Linked DNA regions of Mus musculus: all the other regions are linked to region 2. Evidence: chromatin contacts called from public HiChIP or PLAC-seq and promoter capture Hi-C data. All regions are on one chromosome and are shown on one strand. The core of a region is the stretch at or near the end of the contact, and the rest is flanking DNA. Distances in the headings are between cores, read along the strand shown. Region 1 holds the start of Bicral (BRD4 interacting chromatin remodeling complex associated protein like). Region 2 holds the start of Cul7 (cullin 7). Region 3 overlaps Cul9 (cullin 9).

Region 1 (2,748 bases), core at 219-2,718, 180 kb before region 2:
CCTTCCCAGTCTTGTTTTCAAAAGTCATGTGTGCAGGAACATTGGTGCCAATGTGACCTCAAATGACTCCTGCCTGGGTCCTAAAGAGCCCATTTCTCATGGCTGGCTGCTCTTAGCTTCAGTAGCCAACAGCTTCTGCTTCATGTATCCCACTCTCCTTCCTTCTCCCTCACCCATCCTCTCTCCCCACCCTGCACTCTGCTCAGTGGATTATAATCAGCCCAGTCACTCCGCAACCCTTCGAATCCAGCCACCTACAGGAGGGTCCCACATCAGGAAACTTACCCTTCCACATTCTTCTAGAGTAGAGAAAGTGTCCTTCCCCGTGGCAGGAGGGAATACCACAGCTGTTAGGCCTTATGATTGGTTTGGAGGAACTAATGGGAGAAGGAAGTTTGAACAGAGAAAAATCTCTCCTTAAGACTCACCCTTCCCTCTGCCTTTTCTGGGTATGCCCCTCCTCTGGGCATCTCTTCAGGATTTCATTCCTGCGTCCAACTGCCGTTCACAACTGCCCTTTCCAACTGCTCCAGAACTCTTGGCCCTGGTGTTCTGTGATGTAAATTATTCCACGCATGGCTTGAAATGGGTGAGAAGCAGGGTTGCCAGGTGTCGGGTCACTAGTGTAAGTTGACTGGCTCTCGGGGGAGAACCACGGCTGGAATTTGTTCAGTTGTTACAGTCTGGGCCAGAGCTGTGCTGGCCATGCTTGTGGCTGCTGCAGGCAGAGAGAGGGAGCTCCGAGCTGCAGTGGGGAGAACTTGGGCTGCAGTTTCTACTTTAAACATTCCTGGTCCAGCTATGGACTATTCGGCATTGAACTTGGACAGTATTTCTGCACTGGGAAGCACCCAAGGCCCACGACCAGAGCCTGTATGGCTTGCACCACAGGGCCTCCTGGTCTGTCTCCAAATGTGGGGAGAACCCGCATTCTGCCTTCCCAAAGATCACCAAAATACGTTGAGAAGTCGGAGTTGCTCTCAGTGTTTAGACGCATCCGGTCACAACCCTGAAGGACTTCAGAATCTGAGAGCTTTCCTAAAGCAAAATTTTGTCTCTGCCCTTACTCATTCTACGTTTGATGGCATAAGTCCTCCTTCATGGTCTCTCTCGGGAATCTGCATGTGGCCGGTGGCTGCAGCTATCTTAGATGTGTCTAAACTCTTTGGACCTCTATGTTGAAACTGATTTATAGGAGAAACAATTTAAGTCAAAAATGTATTCAAGTAACTGTTAATTTCACATATTTCTACCTTTTTGTTGTTGTTGTTGTTTTTCGAGACAGGGTTTCTCTGTGTAGCCCTGGCTGTCCTGGAACTCACTTTGTAGACCAGGCTGGCCTCAAACTCAGAAATCCGCCTGCCTCTGCCTCTGCCTCCCGAGTGCTGGGATTAAAGGCGTGCGCCACTACGCCTGGCACCTTTTGTTTTTGTTTTTGTTTTTGTTTTTGTTTTTTGTTTTTGACATGGGGTCTCATGTAGCCCAGGCTGGCCTCAACCTTGTCATGTAGGCAAGGGTAGCCTTCACCTCCTGATCCTCCTGTCTCTGCCTTCCAACTCCTGGGATCAAGGTGTTTGCCAGTGTGTCTGGCTTGCTTGGCTATTTGTTTATTTACTTATGAGCTGCGGTCTTGCTATTGTCCAGGCTGACCTTGAACTCTTGGACTCAAGTTCCCTTCCTTACTGAGTCCTACCTGAGTGGCCAGGACTACTGGCAAATGACACTGTGCCCACCAGCCACAACATTTTTCCCATGGTAGGCTTGATAGGTGACTAGGGAAAGCTCCCGTGCTGACAGTTGTGTGGAGGCTCAGCGTGCTCCACTGCATCCATATTGCTGGCCGCCCTGCTCCGACTCACTGCCTCCCTCCCTCTCTCCTTGCAGTTGTCATGGATGATGACGATGACTCCTGTCTCCTCGATCTTATTGGGTAAGATGCTCCTGTGGGGCCCAGGGTGGACCGCTCGTGTGAGGTGTGAGGAGTAGAAAGAGCTCTGTAGCTATCTTAAGCTCCTGGCCTTTTAAAATAAAAAATAATACTTTACCATGGTTACAGCAATAACTAGCACAGAGAGTTTGTGTGTTTGTTTGTTTGTACTAAGATTTTGTTATACCAGGCAGTGGTGGCACACACCTTTAATCCCAGCACTTGGGAGGCAGAGGCAGAGGCAGGCAGATTTCTGAGTTTGAGGCCAGCCTGGTCTACAGAGTGAGTTCCAGGACAGCCAGGGCTACACAGAGAAACCCTGTCTCAGAAAACAAAAATAAATAAATAAACAAATAAATAAGATTTTATTTATTTTATGTATAAAGTACACTGTCATTGTCTTCAGAAGAGGGCATCAGATCACATACAGATGGTTGTGAGCCACCATGTGGTTGCTGGGATTTGAACTCAGGACATCAGGAAGAGCAGTCAGTGCTCTTAACTGCCACAGAAAGGTAGTTTTACACACAGGTCATAACTCAGCAACCCATTCCTTTTGGTTTTACTTGTTATTTTTTTTAGTAAGTCTGGGGATGGCAGGCCAGGGTGTTGCTTAGTTTTATTTTTAGCTCACCAAGCAAGGGCAAGGTCCAAGTTCACCCCCCAGGACTGAAGCAGTAGGCGCTTCCCAGAGACAGAAGTGTAGAAAATGGTTTAAAATGGAGAGATTTCACTGGAGCTAGTGTTTCGTTTCTTTTTGCCTTATATAACTATCAGCAGCTATTTACGTAGAAGTAGCAGTACTTACTTGTTTCACTCTC
Region 2 (2,914 bases), core at 312-2,811:
TGAGGGGCTCGATGCTGGCATAGGCACTGAGTACATGGACCGTGTGAAGGAGAGGGGCAGGAGGCACGGTGCCCACGCACTCCTCCAGCTGCCGAAGGGCCCTCTGAATCAAGGACTTCACATCTGTTTCCATCTCCCCCAGCACAGACTTGTCGAGGGCCCCTGCCTCAGTGGACTCCCGGGAAGGTGCGATGACTTGGCCATTCTCGCCCAGCATCTTGTGGCAGTTGGCATAGATCTCATCGTCAGACATCCATAACAGGATATGCTCAGCCTTGCAGTCCACTGTAGAGTCCCGGTCCCCATCATCCCCGCGCCTGAGGATGAGCCAGCGGATCTGATACTCGGGGTGCCCATTATGGCCAACCCGTTGGCGGATCAATTCATCCGGATACGCGTGCAAGCCAGGCCCCAGGGGCACCCTGAATTCCCTGTATCGTAGCTCCCCTACCATCGTGGCACCTGAGACACACAAGGAAGAGAGAAAAGGCAAGCTAGAGTGAGAGGGAGGTCAGAAAACAAGGGCATCCAGGAGTTGGAGGAGCGAAAGCAGCAACAGCTGTTATTCTGGGTGGGGTAAAGTTGGGCCTGCTTCGGCCGGTGAGACCTGGACTGGACAGAAGAACATTGCGGAGTTTGTTATTCAAGAGCAAAATATTGGAGCTAAGAGGTCTCTAAGGCTCGCAGCCTCGAGTGGGTTTGGTTCGGAACACCCGGAAGGGCAGTGGCATAGAGCAGTGTTGGATTTACAAATGAAGCCCAAGGTCCTGGGACAGATAAAAGTAATTTAGGGAAACGGGTGTGTGGGGGCCCAGAACTGTGTCGGAGGGGGATGCGGTCTCTAAATTGAAGCACTGGATTGTGAGGCCCAAAGGAAAGGGCACAGAAATGGCCATCAGCAAAGCACGATGGGCTGGGAGAAGGGGAAGGTATGGGAGACATCCATGACCAGAGGCGCGAGGCCGGGAGAAGGGTGCATCAGGGGTCCGATGGATAAGCGGCGCGAGGCTTGGTGGATGGGAATCAAGACCCGAGAAGGTCCGGAAAGGGCGTGGTGGGATAGGATGGGGAGGTAGGCCCAGTAAAGGATAGTCCCGAAGCACGGTTGGGAAGGAGACGCGAGGCTCCGCGGTCGATCGGAAGCCCAGAATAGGGGCAGGGGCTGCGGTGGGGCTCTGGCCACCTCAGAAGTCCGCCGGGATCCTGGCGCGAGGCCTGTCCTTTGCAGAGCTAGGGACGCGCGGAACACGATGGCGGCTGCGGCGCTGGCGAGTGTTTGGGCCCCGCCTGGGCCCCCTGAAGGGGTCTAGGCGCAGAGGAGGGGGCGTGCCTCTGCAGGAGACAGGCGGGCAGAGGGCGTGACCAGCAGAGGCCTCCGAGGCGCGCCGGCGCACTGCCTGCTGCAGGGTGGAGCCTAGTCCTGGCTGGTGCTCCAGGCGCTCCGAGGCTCCGCCGCCTGCTCCAGCCACCGCTCGCTTCCGCCTGATTTAGCGGAAAGCTGGGGGCCGGGGGCCATCAGCGGGCGGAGTAGCGGGTGCCACCTGGACGACGCAGCCCTCCAGTCCTGCACCGCCCTTTCCTCTTCCTCTTAGTCCTCCTTCCTGCTGCCGGAAGTGCCTTCCCATTTCCCAAAGCCAGAACTGGATAGGACCTTGGAGGTCATTTCTGCCCCCTCCCCATCCGTTTTTCCATCCTCTTCCCTCTATCCCTGTTTACTTCTTGTCCATTCTGTACCGCGCCCTCCCAAGTGAAAAGGTAGTAAGAGATAAAAACAAGAGACATTTTATTAGAGTCCAGGGCAATCAGTTTTGGGCAGCAGCGGAGGGCAGCTTCACATAACTCTTCATGGGTGGTAGTGGCCGAATCTTTCGGCCGGCCCAGCCTCCCTTGCGTTGCCACAGCCCACTGTTAGGCCTCTTGCCCAGCCAGCGGTTCCTTCCTGCCTTGCCGATGACCCGCTGGTTATGGTTAACGTTGGATACTCGGCCTACAGTTGCAGTGCATGACTCCAGCACCTGACAAGAGAAGCAGACAAGAACGCACCGGTGGGGACACGAGGCTGGCAGGGCAGTGTTGGGAACACTACTCTGGGTGACTTCTTACACTCAATGAGGGACGGGAGAAGGGAGAAACACAAAACATTAGAATATAAACGTGGGTCCAACAATGAATTAAAAGTTAAGGAAAAGACTCCCCATATCTATGTTTGTGTCTGTGGTTTTCTTTTGGAGTCAGGGTCTGGGAAGGTATGTAGTCTTGGCTGACCTGGCACTGCACCAAGACACCCCTGCCTCTGACTCTTGAGAGATGGGATTAAAAGCCAGTTCCAACCTGGTGGTTCAACCTACGTCTTTTTCTGGTTTTTTGAGAAAGCCTAGGTGGCTTGCTTCTTTTGCCTCAGTGTCTGGGATGCTGGGGTTACAGACACGGATGGCCCGGCCTGGCTGGGAAGGGCATCTCGACTCTAAAGTTCCAGCCTGATATGGCATGCTTAGTCAGGTAGCAGAAACAGAGCAGACACAGAGGGAGGCACTGCCTGGCATCATAAACACTTGGGAGACACTGAGGGACATTCTAAAACTTCCTTCTCTTTTTCTTTTTGTTTTTTGAGGTAGGGTTTCTCTGTGTAGCCCTGGCTGTCCTGGAACTCACTCTGTAGACCAAGCTGGCCTTGAACTCAGAAATCCACCTGCCTCTGCCTCCCAAGTGCTGGGATTAAAGGCATGCGTCACCACTGCCCGGCCAAAACTTCCTTCTTTGCTGACCCCTCCCATCTGTGCCCATACACACCTGCATTTGCCTCTTCGAGGGCAGCTGGATAATGGCTGTCCCGTTCACCTTCCGAAGCAGCACACCGCATGTCCCTGGGGAAGGGGAAACAGCTTGGCCACCTTCCACAAATCAGAGGGAGGTT
Region 3 (3,154 bases), core at 301-2,800, 130 kb after region 2:
ACACTCGGGTTCGGGGTGTGGAGGTGCTGGGCCCCAAGCCCACATTCTGGCCATTGTTCCGGGAGCAACTATGCCGACGTACTTGTCTCTTCTACACAATTCGGGCACAAGCATGGAGCCGGGACATTGCAGAGGACCGCCAGCGCCTCCTACAGCTCTATCCGAGGTGGGTACAGCTCAGGAGGGACCAGCCAGGGACTGACACTGTAAGAAGTAGGGGCCATAGAGATGCTGTTGGCAGCTGAGCAGTGAGGGGTGAGGGAGTCCGCCTTTAATCCGGCCATGTACTTTTTATTTCCAGACTGAACAGAGTTTTGCGCCATGAACAGAATTTTGCCGATCGCTTTCTCCCTGATGACGAGGCCGCCCAAGCACTGGGCAAGACCTGCTGGGAGGCGCTGGTCAGCCCCCTGGTGCAGAACATCACGTCTCCCGGTAACCACCCACACCCGGCCCACACCCATCTCCTCACAATCCTCAGGGGTCACCTGTGTTGATGTTCTTGGTTCTCTTGGCTCCTGGATTTGTCCCCTCATTGGCCTGTTCACTCTTCGATGTTCCTCTCTCCTTCCCACCCCAGGACACCCCGGACACTGGTATTTGAATCTCCCCCTCCGCACCAGCCCTGCCCTGTCGCCATGTCCCTGGGCTCTGGCTGAAGCCAGCTGTGGGCTCTGCCTCCCTCAAATCTTTTCTGTCTAACTGAACCTGCGCCTTGCTCCTCGGTCAGCCCACTTCACAGACACCCATTCCTGACCTGTCTTTTTCAGATGCAGGAGGTGTGAGCTCCCTGGGGTGGCTGCTGGACCAGTACCTGGAACACAGGGAGAGTACGCGGAGCCGCCAGGGTCCTGCAGCTTCCTTTGCTTCCCAAGTTCGGCGCCTGTGCCACTTGCTGGTACATGTGGAAGCCCCTCCTGGGCCTTCTCCTGAGCCATCCTCGCAGCCCCGTGAGTCCAGTGCCCCTGTTGGGCTGAGAGTCTGTGCTGTGGGGCTATGAGGCTCCTTCCTCCTCTGCCTCTCTAGGAACTCCGGAACTCTGTGACCTTTCCAGGAGATAAACACTGAAGACCCAGGGCCCACTCAGAGGCCAGAGTGACACAGCTCCTCTGCCCTCTTGTTTCCACAGTCAGCAAGAACAGTAAGGGTCAGGATGGAAGCCCCACACCGGCACCTACTCCGGTCTGTCCCAGCACCAGCCTTCGGAACCTCACCCAGTGCTGGCTGAGTGTGGTGCAGGGACAGGTAGGCAGATGCAAGCCCTGGCAGGCAGGCAGAACGGAACACAAGCAGGCATTCCCTTGTGTCACTTCTTACTCTATCACTTCAGGTCAGCAGATTCCTGGCCGCAGCCTGGAGGGCCTCAGACTTTGTGCCCCGTTACTGTAGTCTCTATCAACGCTTGCAAAGCGCGGGCTCAGAGCTGTTCGGGCCGCGGGCAGCCTTCACTCTGGCTCTGCGCAGTGGCTTCTCCGGAGCTCTGCTGCAGCAGTCCTTCCTCACGGCTGCTCACGTGAGTCCTGCCAAGCTCCAGGCCCCAGCTGTTGCCCTGTACCATCTCCTCCCCTTCCGTTTCCCCTCCTTCCCTTCCCCTCTCTAACCCTCTTACGCTGCTTGTCTGAATCCCATTCCGTTGTCCCCAGATAAGCGAACAGTTTGCTAGGCACATTGACCAACAAATCCACGGTGGTTTGCTTGGCGGAGCGGCTGGAGTGGGGATGCTGGGGCGGCTCCAGCGGCACCTAGAGCCCATCATGGTCCTTTCTGGCCTAGAGCTGGCCACGACGTTTGAGCACTTCTATCAGTGAGTTGCATTCTGGAGAGGTCGGGGACAGGAGGCTTAGAGGCCAGAGAAGGGGACGGATGGAGGGTTAAGGGGAGATGAGGCAGGAGGCCTGGGGAAGTTAAGCCATGGTGGGAGCCAGGTGCTGGTAGGGATGTAACTAATGTGAGCTGCAACACAGACTCACCTTTAGGAGGAGAAGGCTGGGCCTGGGCCATGCTGACGCCCACACTGAGACCTGGGCTGGCTGTGTGCGCTGCAGGCATTACATGGCTGACCGTCTCCTGAGCTTGGGCTCGAGCTGGCTGGAGGGGGCTGTGCTGGAGCAGATCGGTCCCTGCTTCCCCAACCGCCTCCCGCAGCTGATGCTGCAAAGCCTGCACACCTCAGAGGAGCTGCAGCATCGCTTCCACCTCTTCCAGCTGCAGCAGCTCGACAGGCAGCTCTTGGAGCAGGGAGACCAGGAGGAATGGAGGCCAGAGAAAGTGGAGGTGAGGGTCAGGGAGGAGAGAGCGGCAGGCAGAGAGCACAGACCCACTAAGAAAGCTCATGGGTTCCTCTCACTCCCCAGGAAGATGATGAGGGACAGGAGACTGGAAGAGAACTCTTTACAGACCCAGGACCAGCCATTTCCGTCCTGGTCCTGTCACCGCGCTGCTGGCCGGTCTCCCCACTGTGCTATCTGCACCACCCCAGAAAGCACCTACAGGCGGAGCTCTGCGATGCCCTGGAGCGCTTCTCCAGCTTCTACAGCCACAGTGAGGAGCTGGGGACAGGAAGCTGGAGCTTGAGATGTGTCCCGGGTGGCAGCAGAGGAAAAGGAGAGGCCACCAGGCAGGAGTGTGCACATAGGACCAGAGTCGTGCTAGGTTGGGCAGTGTCTTGTGGGAGGGTGCAGAAGAGTGAGAATAGTCACGTGGATGCTTGCTCTCTTCTTCAGCATCCTGGGTACCAGTTCTGTTTGCGTTTTCTGTCTTCACATTGTCTGCCCACTTCGTTTCCAGTCATGGAGACATCTTTCCAAATAAAAATATTGAAGGCTATTCATCCCCATCATTTTAGCCACATCCTATGGCTTTGGGTTTGTTTGGGTTTTTTGTTTTGTTTTGATTTTGTTTTTGTTTTCTACATTTGTATTAGTATATAAGTAGTATTCAGTAGAAGGCTCAATGAGTTTATATACCTCTATGCAGCCATGATCAAGGTGGTCTCCTAGGTCAAGAGGCAGAACATTCCAGTACCTAGCAGGCTTCTCCCCCCATTTAACCATTCCAGTCAGTATGTCCCTTTGATCTCTCCTGTCACCATCAACTTTTGCCTGTACCTGTGCTTTAGCTGACAGGACCATGGTGTATGTGCTGCGCGATGTCT

Evidence for each region. HiChIP or PLAC-seq counts read pairs in DNA pulled down with a chosen protein or histone mark. Capture Hi-C pulls out chosen DNA fragments and counts their contacts.
Region 1: a contact with region 2 is called in a promoter capture Hi-C map of adipose tissue. The contact joins the promoter of Bicral here to the promoter of Cul7 in region 2. A contact is called at or near these places in 1 of 39 promoter capture datasets (embryonic stem cells), 3 of 115 datasets of contacts at active chromatin or transcription factors (double positive thymocytes and embryonic stem cells) and 3 of 9 other capture datasets (adipose tissue, liver and pancreatic islet).
Region 3: a contact with region 2 is called in an H3K27ac HiChIP or PLAC-seq map of microglia, with 4 times the contacts expected there. The contact joins the enhancer-like site here to the promoter of Cul7 in region 2. A contact is called at or near these places in 6 of 39 promoter capture datasets (the 3T3-L1 cell line, the C10 cell line, embryonic stem cells and 2 more), 15 of 484 Hi-C or Micro-C datasets (the Ba/F3 cell line, the G1E-ER4 cell line, the HPC-7 cell line and 7 more), 17 of 115 datasets of contacts at active chromatin or transcription factors (the HPC-7 cell line, bone marrow-derived macrophages, craniofacial prominence and 12 more) and 3 of 9 other capture datasets (adipose tissue, liver and pancreatic islet).

The regions. Positions count from the first base shown.
Region 1 is chr17:46,830,133-46,832,880 of GRCm38.p6, reverse strand. It overlaps Bicral (BRD4 interacting chromatin remodeling complex associated protein like), which reads left to right and starts at 1,468. Exons shown (of 11, transcript NM_001100452.1): 1 at 1,468-1,930. The coding sequence starts at 1,890.
Region 2 is chr17:46,648,985-46,651,898 of GRCm38.p6, reverse strand. Cul7 (cullin 7) reads right to left here and starts at 1,561. Exons shown (of 26, transcript NM_025611.5): 1 at 1,184-1,561; 2 at 1-462. The coding sequence starts at 454. Mrpl2 (mitochondrial ribosomal protein L2) reads right to left here. Exons shown (of 7, transcript NM_025302.4): 6 at 2,791-2,864; 7 at 1,767-2,015. The coding sequence ends at 1,803.
Region 3 is chr17:46,519,132-46,522,285 of GRCm38.p6, reverse strand. It overlaps Cul9 (cullin 9), which reads left to right. Exons shown (of 41, transcript NM_001081335.2): 19 at 1-166; 20 at 302-435; 21 at 771-950; 22 at 1,130-1,245; 23 at 1,331-1,513; 24 at 1,644-1,804; 25 at 2,046-2,274; 26 at 2,355-2,541. Among named protein-coding and RNA genes, the nearest start is that of Dnph1, 24 kb to the right of the region's middle. Within about 2 kb of position 1,550, at least 34 of the 459 cell types and tissues checked have an H3K27ac peak or open chromatin away from gene starts, as enhancers often do. A contact at or near this core is called in bone marrow-derived macrophages, differentiating embryonic stem cells, microglia and 2 more, where this site is marked.